Regions from separate parts of the Gasterosteus aculeatus genome. Here region 1 is linked to region 2. The links are chromatin contacts, called in public Hi-C maps. All regions are on one chromosome and are shown on one strand. The core of a region is the stretch at or near the end of the contact, and the rest is flanking DNA. Distances in the headings are between cores, read along the strand shown. Region 1 overlaps csrnp2 (cysteine-serine-rich nuclear protein 2). Region 2 overlaps itga5 (integrin, alpha 5 (fibronectin receptor, alpha polypeptide)).

Evidence for each region. A called contact is a pair of places that touch in the nucleus more often than the background predicts.
Region 1: a contact with region 2 is called in a Hi-C map of skeletal muscle, with 4 times the contacts expected there. The contact joins two enhancer-like sites. A contact is called at or near these places in 2 of 6 Hi-C or Micro-C datasets (both in skeletal muscle).

Annotation. Positions count from the first base shown.
Region 1 is chr2:8,036,874-8,040,426 of fGasAcu3.hap1.1, reverse strand. It overlaps csrnp2 (cysteine-serine-rich nuclear protein 2), which reads left to right. Exons shown (of 5, transcript XM_040193527.2): 5 at 1-637. Among protein-coding and RNA genes, the nearest start is that of csrnp2, 9.7 kb to the left of the region's middle. Within about 2 kb of position 1,641, at least 1 of the 9 cell types and tissues checked has open chromatin away from gene starts, as enhancers often do.
Region 2 is chr2:7,956,207-7,959,741 of fGasAcu3.hap1.1, reverse strand. itga5 (integrin, alpha 5 (fibronectin receptor, alpha polypeptide)) reads left to right here. Exons shown (of 30, transcript XM_040192481.2): 20 at 54-204; 21 at 317-409; 22 at 1,171-1,250; 23 at 1,394-1,474; 24 at 1,576-1,681; 25 at 1,985-2,143; 26 at 2,568-2,675. Among protein-coding and RNA genes, the nearest start is that of itga5, 24 kb to the left of the region's middle. Within about 2 kb of position 1,696, at least 1 of the 9 cell types and tissues checked has open chromatin away from gene starts, as enhancers often do.

The DNA.
Region 1 (3,553 bases), core at 392-2,891, 81 kb before region 2:
TTGTTTAAGATATGTCAGACTAATACTGATGTGCGTAAGTATGCTGAGTCTTCTAACACTAAACCAGTCCTTTTGTTTTGATCCCTAATATCGCAGCTGCTTTTTGGGCGACAACTTGTCAAACACAAGATGTGCCGCCGTGTACGAGATGCCTGATGTATTTCTTTGCCTTTTTATTATCATTTTTTTCAACTTTCTTAATATGAATCTGCTTAACAGTTGCACCAAAGCAGTGGTTTCAAACCTAATTAGCAGATGCTCTCAAGCATCACGTTTTAACAAAGCGGCGTAGTTATTGTGAGGGTTAGGATTAATTGTCGGCCTTTTGTGTGTTTCACGTGACTCGCCTTGACATCATACCGTCTTTTAGAATGGTGATGATTAGAAGCTGCCTGTTGTTGTCCTTGGCTTTCTTTTGATAGACAAAGGTTTGGGACCACTGCCATCAAACCAACACCATTACACTACGTGATTGTGTGTTTCTCTGTGTGAGAGGGGTGTGCGATTGTTGTAAACAATAACACGTTTAGACTATCTAAAAGCTATGGGGACTACTCTCATGCTAACTGTGGACAAAAGTTTTTTTTGTTTTTTTTTATACAAAATAAAAAGAATAAAACACTCACTTGAAAAAGGATAATGTGTTATGCCTGTTGTGTTGATTTAAGCATGTAATTAATCAATTTTCGTGATTTCACCGTTCTCAATCATAGACTGCATTGCAGGAGGCAGCAGGGGAAACCGACTGTTAATTTAAGGAGACAGCGCAAACTATTATTTAGATATAGAATCTAGCTATAATGCAAGTAATACCTTTCTATGTCCTCTGCGTGTCTCATGAACAATGAACCAGATCTACTGCATAATGGGAGTGTTTTGCTGCAGACTCAATGAGCCAATGCGCCACGCGACAAGCTCAATATTATTAGACTTTAATGAGACGGGTGAACGGGGGGCTCCGTCGTCCTCCACGGGTCACTGTGCAATCGCATCTCTTCTTCACTGCAACTGGAGGCAGACTGCATGAGCTGCGTTGTCCCCTCGCGAGTAGAGTAACGTAACCGTCAGCGAAACAGACAAATCACTTGGTACTCTGCTGTCTGAGAAATACTTCTGTTATGTGTATTTTACTGATGTTTCAGACTGCGAATAACTCAAGAGGCGGTCCGATAGGCCCCTACACAGGGCAGCCGTTCTGACGTGTCACGGCAGGTAAAACAGGTATAATCGTGAAGGTAAATTGACAAAATGAGAGTTGCACCTGAGCTCACCATGGTTCATTCTATTTTCTGCATCATCCTCATTCAGTCGGCACAATCGCGGGGCCCGGCTCGACCACGCAAAAGAGCGCCATGATTAACGTTATTAATCGCACCTGTGTTTACAATGAGCAATGCATAATCATCGTAACACACAGCTGTTTGTGAGCTTTTGTTGAGCTGCCCACCTTGCCGATAACGATAAAGTCTGCTTCTGCTAGTCTGGCATTTTTTTCCCCATTAGCCACTCTGTAGTTTCTGACAGTAAGGAGCTGTGACTCGGGTGTGAGATGCAACCGTGTCATGGAGGCAGTATTTGCTTTGGAACCCAAAGAAGCCCCAGTGTGAAGTTGTGTCATTAAATGTGTCCTTGTCCAGACACTGGAGGTCATGACAGACTGTCTGCTGGATGCAGTACACTCTCTGACCACTAGGGGAGGGCCTCTACCTACAACTGACATCTTTTATTTTTATATTGCCCTAGCACCAGATGCAGTTGAGGGGCTCATTTCAGGAGTCTGTCTTTTTTTAATTTATTCTTTTATTGCTCACAAATGTGAGTTTGAAGGGCTTTAATTTTTAAACCTTACATCACATTGTCCTTATAAATGTAAGCGTCACACTCGCTGCACTCCTTCTAAAGGCAACCTGCTCTCCCCATGTGTGTCACACAGAGGACTTATTCACTGCAGTTGTTCCTCTGAAATTGAGGCATTGCATCTTATCCATGCCAAAGGATCATCGTACATCTGGAGATAAAGCTCAACGGGTTTAATTTACTATGTGATGCCACTTTCTCAAACCTGCGTGTAGCTTTCCACTCCTACTGAACTGGCTTTGATCCCTCAGAATAATCACCAGCAGGCAGTAACATCTTTTAATCGCCTGTGCTGTCTTACAGTTTCAAGGTGGTCTCTCGCGTTTCACTGTGTACAACCACTGACCGTGTTTGGCAAAATACTTGCTTACTTCAATGGCAGGAAGTTGCTCTGCAGGATACACACTCACTGCCATGACCGATACCAAATACCGTTGGCCCCCGGTACAAACAATAGTGGCTCAAACGACAACTTTGACTAAAAATTCCCCTAGTCATCAATGCCAGTCACCACGTGCCATCATTCAGTCCAAGCCCAGACACAATATCACAAACGTGCAGGAACAAATTACCTCTGGAACCTCTGGAACAATTGTGGCTGCAGTCCACCGATACCAGAACTATGCATCATCTGTTTTACCCTTCCGGTCTCTTGCTTTCTATTGTTTCACTCATCCAATGGCCGGAAGGACTCAGCCGGGCCTGATAGCTACCAGGGTTGATGATGGAGACCAATCTGGAGCCCGTGGAAATATTTGGAGAGGCCATTAAAAACCAAACACTTCACAATCAGAGGAGAGAACCCTCCCAGAGCCGTCCGAGTGTGTGTTGACAGATGTGCAAAACAAAAGCTTTATCTGGGCTTTAATACGACTGTTGTGACTGGGCCGAGCCATCTAGAACAACTGGGCCTTAGGAGTGACGTACGTGAGATGGAAAGATGCCATCACCCCTTCACTCCAGTCTACCCGTCTGTAAGTGCTGCTCCAGCGCCTGGAAAGAATGCTCCCTCTTTCCCTCTCTCTCTGTGACGCCAGTTCTGGGGCATCATAAGGCCTTCACCGAAACCAATCCCTTTTAAATGGCACTATTCATAAAACCAGCTCACGGTATTTCTGCTGGTCCGCTGCCGTGCTCCTCACATGCTGCATGGCTGAACTGAGTAAGACCCTCCGACACAACGTCCACTCTGTGCGCTCGGGACAGAAATTGGGATAAAATAAACAATGAGGGCCGTGAACTTTAAAACAAAACCAAAAGCTGCTCCAAAAGTGCACGGACAATCCATCAACATAGACAGTCTACATATGTGGTGCTCGTTAGCAAAATGCAATACACGCACAATACAAGCACAAATGCTTAAATTATAATACTGACTTGCTCATGCTAATGTCAAGGCATTATATCACATTGGATTGATTTTCTTAGTTTTTTTGTATGAAGTAAAAAAAAATCAGATTCCACTCTACTGAATAGGAATACAACTTATCTAGTGGTAGTAAATATTTATAGTATATAATATAAAAAACGCCAGGTTTTGGCGGAAGGTGGAGGAAGGAAACGCGAGTGTGCTCGCTCTACGGGCGCCTTTTCCTGCACATCACTGCGGGGATGCCTCAAGGATGGCTGCTTATCAGAAACTGGGACTCTGGGAAGCAAATATTTTATCAAATAAACCAAATATCTACTTCCAAAA
Region 2 (3,535 bases), core at 447-2,946:
CCTACACATCAACCTTGTTAGTGATCCACCGTTTCCTCTGTCTGGGTGCTCAGGAACAGGAAGGAAGTCTACCTAGGCGATGACAACTCGCTGACCCTGACTTTCAACGCCAAGAATGAGGGAGAGGGAGGGGCGTACGAGGCCGAGCTCTATGTCGTGCTGCCCCCCGAAGCGGACTACAGCGGTATTGCTCGCAACAATGAAGTAAGAATTCAAAATACAGAAAAAAACGGGCCGGTGTTGTTCTTGGAACATTGTCACGGCTGCCGGGCTTTGTCTCGATGATTGTCCAATCCCCTGTCTCCTTGTTTCGTAGAGCCTGTCCCAGCTTACCTGCAGATATGACACGGAGAACCAAACCCAATACCTCAGCTGTGATTTGGGCAACCCGATGAAGTCTGGCACCAGTGTATGTACAGCGCCTCTGACCGTATTCATGCTCCGTGACCGTTGAACGATATACTGGTATTGACTATAACCAACACAAGAAAAAAGCAATCCAACATTGCTGTCGTATCAACAATGCACATGGTAGTATTGTGTAATGATCTACACTAACACTACACTTGGTATTGTGTTAAGATTGTTATCACACATTATTTGGGCTAGCATAAACATGTTGTGATTTCCTGATGTAATGACCGCCCTAGTTGTCCAAACATCATGATTTACTGCTCCTCCTAGGAAAACGATGTAAGTTCGTTGTACGGCTGGGTGTGAACTGCAACAGGAAAGGTCCGAATGTGTTAGGAAATGTTGTGACAGGAAGCAAAGATTCCCATCTGTGCCCCTTTTTAATGACCCTTCTACATATTAAACAAACACTTTACTTTTTGTAATATATATACTTGTTTTCATGGTAACGGTCTGTGGTTGTAATGTTATTGATTGCGTTGGTTGCTCATTAAAAGGAAAGCTGCAGGCGGACCTAATGAAAGAGAACTGGATGCAAAGTTATTGATAAATACTTCATTGATATTATCAATAGAAATACTTTACCCACCAAAACCCCTGAGAAAATCACAAAATCCATCAGCGGGAGGCAATGAGTACATAAGGAATGCCTGCAAGCGAGTCGTTCATGTGCTACTTCTGTTCCTTCTGAATTCATGGACAGTATAACATTCTTTTTTTAATGCTGATTTGTAAGTGGACTCTTTCTCTTGGCAGCTGTGGGCTGGTCTGCGCTTCACAGTGCCGCGGCTGAAGGACACGCACAAAACTGTTCAGTTTGAGCTGCAGATTCGCAGGTACAACTTGCTGTCAACAACTACCATGAGCATATAAACTAAAGATACACTAACGTGTGGTTTCAGCAGAACTGATCTGCAAAGCTCTCGAGTGACATCAGCTAATCAGAATCTTTTTTTTTTTCCTCTCCCTGTTTCCACAGTAAAAATGAAAATAATTCCCTCAGTGAGGTCGTGCCTTACAAGCTGGAGGTGGTTGTTCAGGCTGAAGTAATTCTACAAGGGTGAGTTCGGTGTCAGGATTCCCTCATTTGAACTTTAGGAATTTCATTAGGTCTCTGGGGCCTTCCTACACATTCTCTCACATCCCCGCTTCTCTTTTAAGTGTGTCTCGACCAGATAAGGTCTTCTTCCCGCCGGCCAACTGGAAGGTTACCAAGACCTACGAGGCGGAGCAGGACGTTGGGCCCGCAGTGGAACACATCTATGAGGTAATCAGCCGTGCTGTTAGCGGTGCAGACTCATCAGGGCTGAGCAGATTGGGTCCGAAAGCAGACACTACTGTTTGAACTTCCCTGTGCAGCAATGAAGGAAAGCCAAAGAAAATATAAACCAGTTTAGAGCGCATGATTTATTGTCAGCTTTTTCTGATCTAGCTGAGGTTCAGAATTAGATTAAGAAAATCTGTCAAATATAAAAGTTCCAGCATGAAAAAAAAGCCTCCCAGCTACAACTAAATATATTTTCCTTATACATCACTGACTACAGTGTTCTTTTTAATTTCCTTCTTGCAGCTGGTGAACAACGGGCCCAGCCGGATCAGCAACACCCTACTCGAGCTGCACTGCCCCCTCAGAGTTCAGGGTCAGACTCTGCTTTACCCCCTCGAGTTCTCCGTGGAAGGCCCCATCAACTGCACCGCCGACAAAAACATGAACCACCTCCGCCTCAAAGTAAGCCGGGCCTGACTCGGACAGTGAACGTCTCCCGCTGGTTTCCACTGTATGATTAACCGTTGCGCCGTCCCGCTGGTTGGCCCACACCCACCTCCTCCTCCCAGCTTGTTAGCCCCACCCAGGACACTAACCCCAGCACCGCTTTGAAGTCCCGTCTCTTCCCTGTGCTCAGAACAGCTTGATGAACCACCTCGCCCAGCAACTCGCTCGTCCCCCACATCCAGCGACGCGCCCCTTTATACCGAGCTGTAGTGAATCCATGTGGAGAAGATCTCACATGCTTCTAAATAATTACAAAAAGCCTCATACGAACATTTGGTCTTCTATTGACGATGCTCTTTTGCCTGTTGGGAGGTCATCGGTGTCTGTCTTATTCTAATTGGTGGCGTGTGTATTTGTGTCTTGTATCTCCTTCTTTTAGCTCCAGCACACGTCCACAGAGCCACCTGTCCTCGCGCTGCAGGCACATGAGCACCGCGTCGAGAGGAGGGACGTCCAGAGAAACCCGCTCGCCCATATGACTAATCTGGTAGGAGGCTGAAAGTGCGAATTGTCAGGTTCTGTAAATAAAGCTTGTTACATGCATAGATTGGGCCAAAAAGCCAAGTCTAACAAACTCTAATGTAATAGGGGACTTGAAAGTGAGGAAATGAGGAGCTTGAGTTTAACGTTACGGGTTTAATGGGCTCATGTGGTTAAAATAATTTTTATGTCGCTTACAGAGGAGGTCGTGTCCTCGTTGGATAAAAGAAACAGAAGGTCTGGACAATATAGGTTGCGGTTTATCTTCCATCCGGTTGTGCCGGTTGATATTCTATTTACAACCTGACTGCAATCAATAAATCAAGTAAAAGTGGAAAGGTTCAGCCTGCCTTAGTTTGCACGCTGCCCGTTTGCTCCTCAGCGTCACAGGAGTCTCTCACCAGCAGCAAGGTCGACAGCTGTGAGCACCAACAATAGCAAAGTTCCTTGTTTATTATCATCGGGAGCTGTTTTGGAAGCCGGGCCGTATGAACGGGCCGTCAGGGTTGGAAATTTGCCGCTGGATTTAGCGTCCGTTAGCTAGTACTACTACTATACTTGGATTTGACAACACCGGACTGTGCGTTTTAATAGTTTGCTCGGCTTACTTTCGCCGGTGTCTTGAGTTACCAACCGTAGCGTTGGGTTAATCGCGCAGGTCTGGATCTAGCTTGGCGACACTGGCCCTTACACGAGGCTCCTGGGATCGGGTAATTAGGTTGTGATGTCGTTAAAAGGAAGGGGTCAGAGGCCACAAGCTTGTCCCGTTGTGGTGATTAACATTAAAGAGTCTTTGATAATGGTGGAGGGGCTTATGGGACCTAGGAGGCTTTTCTTTTTTGGTCGGTGATGCACTGGTTACTATAC